3 separate regions of the Triticum aestivum genome follow, and regions 2 and 3 are each linked to region 1. A link is a contact called in public Hi-C data. All regions are on one chromosome and are shown on one strand. Each heading gives the region's core, a stretch centred on a gene start, on an enhancer-like site or on the middle of the called end of the contact. The rest is flanking DNA. Distances are from core to core; before and after follow the strand shown.

The links. A called contact is a pair of places that touch in the nucleus more often than the background predicts.
Region 2: a Hi-C map of leaf shows a contact between it and region 1, with 3 times the contacts expected there. The contact joins the promoter of LOC123070385 here to the promoter of LOC123070388 in region 1. A contact is called at or near these places in 2 of 5 Hi-C or Micro-C datasets (both in leaf) and 1 of 1 datasets of contacts at active chromatin or transcription factors (leaf).
Region 3: a contact with region 1 is called in a Hi-C map of leaf, with 3 times the contacts expected there. The contact joins the enhancer-like site here to the promoter of LOC123070388 in region 1. A contact is called at or near these places in 3 of 5 Hi-C or Micro-C datasets (all in leaf) and 1 of 1 datasets of contacts at active chromatin or transcription factors (leaf).

What each region holds. Positions count from the first base shown.
Region 1 is chr3B:464,903,827-464,906,933 of IWGSC CS RefSeq v2.1, reverse strand. LOC123070388 (probable cytokinin riboside 5'-monophosphate phosphoribohydrolase LOGL1) reads right to left here and starts at 1,536. Exons shown (of 7, transcript XM_044493592.1): 1 at 1,244-1,536; 2 at 1,045-1,142; 3 at 914-944; 4 at 32-131. The coding sequence starts at 1,525.
Region 2 is chr3B:464,596,956-464,600,062 of IWGSC CS RefSeq v2.1, reverse strand. It overlaps LOC123070385 (protein IQ-DOMAIN 6), which reads right to left and starts at 1,531. Exons shown (of 4, transcript XM_044493589.1): 1 at 1,031-1,531; 2 at 705-932; 3 at 1-109. The coding sequence starts at 1,327.
Region 3 is chr3B:464,614,607-464,617,713 of IWGSC CS RefSeq v2.1, reverse strand. No RefSeq gene overlaps it. Among protein-coding and RNA genes, the nearest start is that of LOC123070385, 18 kb to the right of the region's middle. Within about 2 kb of position 1,558, at least 4 of the 8 cell types and tissues checked have an H3K27ac peak or open chromatin away from gene starts, as enhancers often do. A contact at or near this core is called in leaf, where this site is marked.

The DNA.
Region 1 (3,107 bases), core at 287-2,786:
GGAAGAACGTGTATAATCGTGCCGTTCATACCCGGAAGAGCAATGAATGCATCAGCTTGTCGCGCCATCTCAGCTTTCCTCTCATGCATGTCAGAGACTATCTTTACTTCTCCAACACTTGCACCAGAGATCTGAAACACAAGTTTTGGTGTTTCATTACTCGATGAAATGAAATAGGACTTTCAGATTTCTCCTATCACCATCCTACAAAGTTGAGAGATGTTTGGACAGTAGCACTTCCACATCAATTCAATATATACATATATGCATAATGGTGCAATTCAAACTCCACTGCTTGCGTACTTTTCTCACTCAACTTGTGACGACCGACCTCATGCCTCATGGCAGGCAAATTGAACACTATTATTACATCCACCGAGCGGCCAACTTTATAACTCCAAGTTGCACCGCCCAAAAGTCTAAGCTGACGGTTCATTTTTGCGTGTATGGAAACTGGAAACAGGCCTGAAACGGACGGTCGGGAATTTCAGCCCTATTCTAGTCCAATTCCTCAATGATCACATACCTATTTGTAACCCCACAAGCAAAGGTGAATCGGTCTGGACCCAACAGAAAACGGGAATCAAATGGTGAGTGGGTGACCAATAGAGATAGATAGCACTAGTATATATTTGCTAGGTGATCGTGAAAAGTCGTGACACCGACAGGTGGGGCCAAACAAAAGGATAGGATTCAGATGGCCCATCCATCGGTAAGTGTTCCGAAATTCCGTATGAAATTTCGCTTTAGGCAGAGAGATGAGTCGTACTGCTACTGCGTCACTGCGTAGCAGAAACTTCTTTCTCTCTCTAACGAACCGATTAGGCAGTTAAGAATGACGTATCAATATGTATTTCTACGCATAATAAGAACAATAAGAAAACCTAGTAGAAGGAAATAGATTGGTACGCACCTCAAGGGGCATGAGTGCTCTGGGAATCACCCTGCAAAACAATCCAACAGAGAGATACATACCCCATTAGGAAGGTTGCAGAGTACTACAACTATATAAGGGACTATAAACAGAGGCGGCCGGCGAGGTACCCGAGGACACGGCAGCCGCCATCCAGAACCGTCTGCGCGATCAGGCCCATCAACCCGATGCTGCCCCCGCCATAGACCAGATCAACCCCCCTCGTCACCTGCAAGGAAAGGAAATCCCACCGTGAACGTCGAATTCTGGGGCACCCGGCCGCCCGGGAACAGGGCGCGCGCAGCCTCGGCATTCCAGCGCATTACTCACCAGCCCCTGGCCGAGCTCGAGCGCCGTGTCGCCGAACACCGCGCGATTGCCGGAGTTGCTGCCGCAGAAGACGCAGATCCTGCCGAACTTCCTCGGCGGCGCGGCCGCGGGCGCGGCGGTGTCGCCCATGGCCTGGCTTGTTTCCTCTCGGGTGCGGGGCGGGAGGATGGGGTTAAGAGTCGTCGTGGAGGAGAGGTGTTTGGGTTCGGTTCGTTCTTCTACCCGATGCCGTGTGTTATCTCGTAGAGTATCTGGGGGAGAAGCTTCAAATGAAGGCGGCATTAAGGATTCTGACGCGACTGTCCTTTTATTATGTCGTGATCAATTTGGTGGGTCATGCGAGCGGCCCATATTGCGCCAGAAGAGCCCAAGTGTCCTTCACCTTTCCTTTTGCACTTTGGCCCTTTCAATATACTCCAATGACACATAGCAATGAAGCCCTTTTGCTTGGGAAAAATGGTCTATTCCACCTTGTATAGCAACCACCCGATACAACAGTGAGTTCATTACTGGGGCAAACAGCGCAATCACGCCCAAAAGAGTATCCCACAACCTCTGCGCCCACCGGAGAATTCCACCACACTGCTATGCCACCGAATTGCCACGTACCAAGCAACGCCTTCAAAAAGGACTGTGATGACGACGACATTGCTGCCTGGATGGGTCCTAGGATCAAAACTCCTTACTTTCCAAGGTGGCGACCTCTCTTGAAGATCAAACCCCTTACTTTCCTGGCATGATGTTTTCTGGATGTAATTATGCACGATGTTAACATTCTGTGAGAGAAAAAAAATGAAGGGTGTGCACGATGACCTTGTTAGCTACTCTCTCAATATCTTTGGATCAAACAGGATCATTTACAGGTTGGGGATACAATCTTGCTAGGAGGAAGATGAACTAGCAGAGAGGGAGAAAGGGAATCAGGTTACAAGCCGCCGCCGCCAGTCTGATCCAAGCCAGGATGTCTTCTCTCATCTACTCCACCCTATCTTATCAATGGACTACTGTCTTGCTTGGGCGGAAGAGGTATGAGATCCATTGAGGCCCAGTGAACTTGTGGCAAGGTCTTCGCTCCCTCTTGGCCGGTTCTGTTGGGCTTCCTCCGCTCGTGGCCCTGATGCTCCTCCTGTAGGTAGGGCGCTGACACCCCCTCTTCCTTCAGACACGACTTGACCCCAAGTCGGAGCATTTGGAAAGCGTCGCCGTAGATCTTCGAGGTCTTCCCATGTGTCCGGCCTTGCCTGGCTGTCCTACCAGTGGATCAACCCTTGTTCCTTCATCTTGCGGGTGCCTCTACGCCATCGCTTCTCCAGGATCTTCACAGGAGTATTAACAGTAATGGAAGGAAGTGAAGAGGAAGCGCTCGCACCTGGTGCTAAGGCCTGACGAAGCTGTGAGACGTGGAAGACAGGGAAGATTGAGGATCCTTCTGGCAGTTTGAGGTCATAAGTGACTTCATTCACTCGCCGGATCACAAGGTAGGGTCCAAAAAATTTGAAGCTGAGCTTATGATTCGCTCTACATGCCACCGATGTTTGAATGTACAGCTGGAGTTTCAAAAAGACTTGATCCCCCACTTGAAATTCACGGACGGATCTTTTTTTATCATCATGCGTCTTCATGATTTGTTTTGCCCTGAGAAGATGTTGTCGCAAGAGATCTTGCATTTGTTGGCGCTCCTCTAGCCATTCATTCAGCTCGGGCAAAGGTGTAGCTTGTTCCGGAACCACCCCCAAGTGTCTTGGTTCCTACCCATAAACCAACGAGAAAGGTGTTTTGCCAAGAGTGGAGTGATATGTAGAGTTGTACCAAAACTCCGCCAAGGCCAACCATCTGCTCCAATTTGCAGGTGTGCTGTGAACGA
Region 2 (3,107 bases), core at 282-2,781, 310 kb after region 1:
GAGAAAGAGCATACGCAATTGCTCTTTCTCTCTTGATTGCGCCCTCGCGTCTCATGTGTATCTTTGATCTGACATCATCCACAGTTCCTTGGCTATCACACCATCCTGTCTGCAATGTGAACAGTGGCAGCCAAACATGGAGACATCAGCAGGATCATCCAATACTCTCTTATCGTTTGCAGCAGCATCGTATGATTATTAAGATAATAGGATTGTGGAGGACTATACACTGAAACAACACAAATTGGCAAGCCTGGCATGGCAAGAACAACTTTCAAAGATGCATTATTGGCAGCATCTCCCAAGGAAGGCACACCAAACAATGTCACTGCCCAGTGCGCACTATGATAACTCACTTGGACGATCATGGTCAATAGAAAACATTATCCCAAATCATTGCTTAAAATAAAGGGAGATAAATGTCCATATGGTCGTATCAATCTTTCATCATGAAGAGGGCAATCCTACCGCAACCGCAGCAAGTCTCTGTCTAGTGAAAGTAACACATCACATTCGTTTCAGAAAAACAGAAAGTAGCACATCACATCAACTGATTAAGTATACAATACCTAATTTTACTTTCTGATAGTATGGTAATCTATTTGCACAAAGCAGACCAAGCATAGTGCATATATAAATATCATGCAATGCAACGAAGTAGTGGTATGCAACATAATTAATCCTTGAACCAAAGTAGTATATACCTCTGCTTCCTTGACGGGATCCGCGTGGCTGCTGTGGTCGTCGAGCGTATCCTGCGAGTCTCGGCCGTCAGCCGAGAGCCGCGTGCGCCGGTCCCTCGCCCGCGCTAGCACCCTGACGAGCGCTTGCATGCACTTGACCGTGACGGCCAGCTGCTTGCGCACACGGCGGCCGCGCACCAGCGCCTGCAGCCGCACGATCCCCCGGAGCGCCCTCAGCGCCCTCCTGGCCTGCACGAGTACCCAAAAGACACGCGACGCTGAAGAAGCTGAAACTTTGCGTGCGGAATCGGAGCGAGGGCGCGACGCGAGGCGAGCGAGCGACCTACCAGGAAGCCGCGGAAGGCGGTCTGGATGCGGACGGCCGCCCACTCCTGCCTGATGACGCGGAAGTCCTTGGGCGGCGCGCGCACCACGGCCGCGACGACGGAGCTGAGCGCGTCGGCGGCGGCGGAGGACGTCTCGGAGACCTCCGAGGCGGCCGCCGACGCGGCAGCCCTCTGCCCGCCCGACGAGCTCCGCCACAGGCGGCTCCACTTCCGGCCCTTCCCCCCGGCGTGCCTCTCCTTGTCCGCCGCCGGCTTGAGCCCGACCAGCGTCTTGATCCACTTCCCCGACGCGCCCATGGATCGATCCACGCTCCTCAGAGGCAATGCTCTCTCGCGTTCGTCTCTGGAACTGGTGAGAGGAGCGAGCGCTAGTCCGTGAATGCGGAAACGCGGCGGAACGGCCAAACGGGAGGATTTGACTTGTTGGGCGACGTGCGCTTAATTCGGTAACGGTTTACGAGGCTGTGCAGGGCGGGGCAGGGAGAGCCGTTCGGGCGGTTCAAATTTTGAAATGGAGGACGAGCCCGGAGCCGGGAAAGCGGCCCGGAGGAGACGGGCCCCACTCGTGGCCGTCTCGGACGCTGGCGCGGGGTCCCTCGCTGCGGAGCGCGACAAAGAGGCGCGGCATTTGCGGCGGACGCCGTCACGCGGACGCTTTCTGCAGGCGGCCGTGTCTGGGGCTTCGCGAAAGAAGGAAGGCTCGGGCGAGGGACGACGGGGCGGGGACGCTGCCGTGTGGGCCAGAGCGCCAGTGTTGGCCGGAGGTGCGTGTCGGGATCCGGACCGTTGGAGGAACGCCCGGCTCCTGAGTTTGAACTCGTGGCGGCATTTCTCTTCGTCGTTGCTTTCGCCTTTGCGAATGGCGACGACGAGGCGCGGCGCGCGTACGCAACTCGGAATCGTAGCCCGGGCGGGGGGTGCGGTGCGGGCCCGTGCGTTGCAATTTTGTTGTGGTAAACGTTTTTTCCTTTTTCTTTGAGTTTTTTATAGGGGCCTTTTTCTTCCCAAATGATGAAGCGCATTGAAGCCTGCGATCACGAGAAGCCAGTCGGAACACCCGACGCTCGCCACGACTGCGAAGAAAGATGGCACATCCGGTGATTGCTGCCATGCATGTCCACTTTCGTCGAGTTAATTGTACAGAAATACCACAATTGAGGCATTACATGCAGATTGGTACCACTGTTCGTAATTTTTACGTGTCAGTATCAAGTTTGGGGCGAGTGGTCACAAAAAGATCTAAATCGCGTATAAATACGTATTGACAGTGTATCTGACCGAAGGGTCCCGCCTATCAGGTGCCTATGTGGCAGGTTTTTTGCAGGAAACCCCCTAGCTTCATATGTAATCACATAAATACCCACTATTTCGCAGGGAAAAGGCTTCTGAGAGGGTTTTTTTTTGGTTCGTAAGTTTTCCAAAGACTAGTTTGAAAGTTTTCGGCGAATTTAACAAACAAATAACAGAAACGAAAAATATAGCAAGCTATCAGGGTCCCGCCTATCAGGTGCCTATGTGGCAGGTTTTTTGCAGGAAACCCCCTAGCTTCATATGTAATCACATAAATACCCACTATTTCGCAGGGAAAAGGCTTCTGAGAGGGTTTTTTTTTGGTTCGTAAGTTTTCCAAAGACTAGTTTGAAAGTTTTCGGCGAATTTAACAAACAAATAACAGAAACGAAAAATATAGCAAGCTATCAGGGTCCCGCCTATCAGGTGCCTATGTGGCAGGTTTTTTGCAGGAAACCCCCTAGCTTCATATGTAATCACATAAATACCCACTATTTCGCAGGGAAAAGGCTTCTGAGAGGGTTTTTTTTTGGTTCGTAAGTTTTCCAAAGACTAGTTTGAAAGTTTTCGGCGAATTTAACAAACAAATAACAGAAACGAAAAATATAGCAAGCTAGGTTTCGAACCGGCGACCTGCCGTCCAAGCGCTGCGCCCGCTAACCACAACGCCACAGCGACTCTGTTGGTGAAACCCAGGCGGTATACTTAATACACGAGAGACGCACAAGCCACTATCGCGTACAGGCCGGCCCACTAGTGTCCCTCAACCAAATTTCTTTCTGTTCTT
Region 3 (3,107 bases), core at 309-2,808, 290 kb after region 1:
GTAGCAATCATCACCGCCGTGCATGATGGTGATGGGTTGGATGAGATTTATCATGTAATCGGGTTAGTTTTGTTAGGGTTTGATCCCTAGTATCCACTATGTTCTGAGATTGATGTTGATATGACTTTGCTATGCTTAATGCTTGTCACTAGGGCTCGAATGCCATGAATTCAGATCTGAACCATTTATATTTCCATGAATATATTTGTGTTCTTGATCCGATCTTGCAAGTTGTAGACACCTATTACGAGTTATGATCCGCATACCCCAAGGTGACAATAATTGGGATTATTTCCGATGATTACCATAGTTTGAGGAGTTTATGTATTCACTAAGTGCTAATGTTTTGTTAATGATGTCTTAATATCCCTTAGTTTCTATTAGGACCCCGCTGCCACGAAGAGTAGGACAAAAGATGTCATGCAAGTTCTTTTTCATCAGCACGTATGACTATATACGGAATACATACCTATATTATATTGATAAACTGGAGCTAATTCTGTGTCACCCTAGGTTATAACTATTGCATGATGAATGTCATCCGACATAATTATCCATCACTGATTCATTGCCTACGGATTTTTCACATATTGATCTTTGCTAAGTTACTTTTTTGTTGTCATTGTTACAATCACTAAAAAACAGGTACTGTTACTTTTGTCACTGTTACCGTTACTTTCATACTACTGTGCTACTAAATACTTTGTTACAGATATTAAGTCTTTCAGGTGTGGTTGAATTGACAACTCAGCTGCTAATACTTGAGAATATTCTTTGGCTCCTCTTGTGTCGAATAAATAAATTTGGGTTGAATACTCTATCCTTGAACACTGTTGTGATCCGCTATACTTGTGGGTTATCACAGGACCGGGCTGTCCGGCGGCTCAAAGGGCTCATCATCCCCTCCTCCTCCAACGACCACGGAACCTCGTACGACTGCTCGGACGATCCCCTACCAGCCGCCGACACCTACAGCTGTGCCGGCGACTGGAAGGGGAAAGAGCTGGTGAGGAAGGGGTGAAGATCCGCTTTGTTCACTTTAATTTATTGTTTTTAGATGTAGTTTAAACTTGTCCGTCATATTATGTGCATTATGTGAACTGTGGTGATCTTTTGAAGTTCTGACTATGATCTTTTGATGAACGGATCGTGCATTTGTATGTTCGTTTGTATGTCCACTCATGATCTGCTTTTTGCATCGATGTTGCATGGTTTAGTATGAATATATAGGATTAAATATGAGATACGTGGATATGGACGTCGCAATTTACGGACTGATCGGTCGGCGCCCGCGGACGCGTGTTGCCTGTACACATCCGGTCGTTGGCCGCACCGAGCTCTGCTAAACCTCCCCGATTGTCACGGAGCTGGCTGACCACGACAACCCCTAACTCCTTGTTCCGTGCTCCGCAACCTCCCGAGCGCTCATCGCTCTCGGGAGAAAGAAAGGGACGCACAGCACTCGCTCCCCAGGAAAGGACTCCACCACTCCGGACACCATCATCGCATGCCCCGCGCACACCATCGGCCACCGCTGACGCTGACACGGCGGTTAGGGTCCCCGACAGCGCCTGAGGCATACACACGATGGATACGCACGGCCCCAACGAAAGCGCGGCGAGCCTTTACCTTAGCCCTGTCGACGCTCCAAGGGACACGCATCATGGATGAAAAATTCTCCGGCCCGAGCACGTCGTTGTCGTCGCGGGACCGGCGCCCTGCTTGGCACGACAGGGCCCGGCCGCGCACGATGCTGCCGCGCTCTTTCCCGTGAGCGCACGCACAGGCGACACATGAGCCCGCACCGCACGCCCCCAGCAAGTTGTACCTAATAATACGACTGCTACCTGCGATGTCATGGGCGTTGCAACACACACACACTAGGGAGTAGACACCACTAATCACTAATGCCTGCCTTGCTTGGTCTCTGGGGACAGTTAGGGCTTTGTTTACTCTCCAGGGATTGTATGAGATGTTGCCAACACATGGCGCACACATCTTCCGGCAGATGGACTCGTAGCAGCAGGATCCTCAGTCCAGAATGGAAGATGCTCTCTGTTTCCTTGTCTCCCGTGTGTTGTTAATCTCCAACTCCAAGGGTTCTGCAGTAGTACTAGTAGATTAAGAGACGGCTAAGCCACACTAGATAGCCTGCCGCAGATTCTCAGAAGAAAAGATAGCCTGCCCTGCAGCAGATGGGAAGTTTCTGATAAACCCACCGCACCGCGTTCTTGTAATCCTAGGATCCTGCATGGATATGGCCTAATTGAAGGATGGTGTGCTGTGCGCCGGTTAAGTTTATTCAAGGACGGCGGCAATTAGCTCCGACAGTAGCAGATATACGCAGGTTTTATCAAAGGAGAATAGCTGTTTTGCTGGTTACTCATTCCAGTGGCCCAAACAATTAGAGCAACTCCAACGCGGCGATCCATTTTATCCGCGCGAGTCCGCTTGGGTCAGCATGGACAGAAAAGTCGGCCCAATGCGCCGACCCAAACGGATACGTGTCCGCTTTTCATCCGTTTGCCGACCTATTCCCGGCCTATTTTTTAGCCTCATTTGCGTCGGCGCGGACACAAAACGGACGCGCGCCGCACCCTTCTACTCCTCTCCCTGGCCCGCTAGTCGGTGGTACATTGGCCATCCTCTCCCATTCCAACTGCAAACCCTCGCCCGCCTCCTTCGTCGTCGACGCTGCCGCCCATTTTTCCGGTGACTCTGCCAGCTAACAATGCCGCAACATCCCCCTACGACGCCACCACCTCCCACATCGCCGCCACCGCCGTCTTGCCACCGGGGATCCGAAAGCTTCCCACCCCCACTCCCCGACACAGCCGCGACCAAGAAGCCACCTCGCCGCCCCGCCAGCTCCTTCGTCCTGACCCCGGCACGCTCATCGGACGCCGCCAGGGTAGCTAGCTGGTCCGAGGGCGGCGCGACTCCCTTCGCTGGCCAGCTCCTTCGTCGACGCCCGCAAGTTGTTCGACAGTTTGCCAAGGTACAAAGTGGACTCCGACGACGAGTTCATTTTTCACAATGTCCTTTGCGACTCTGACAATTCCTCGTCCGATGATGACGAGAAGATCTTGGCTGTCGTGTTGGTCGTA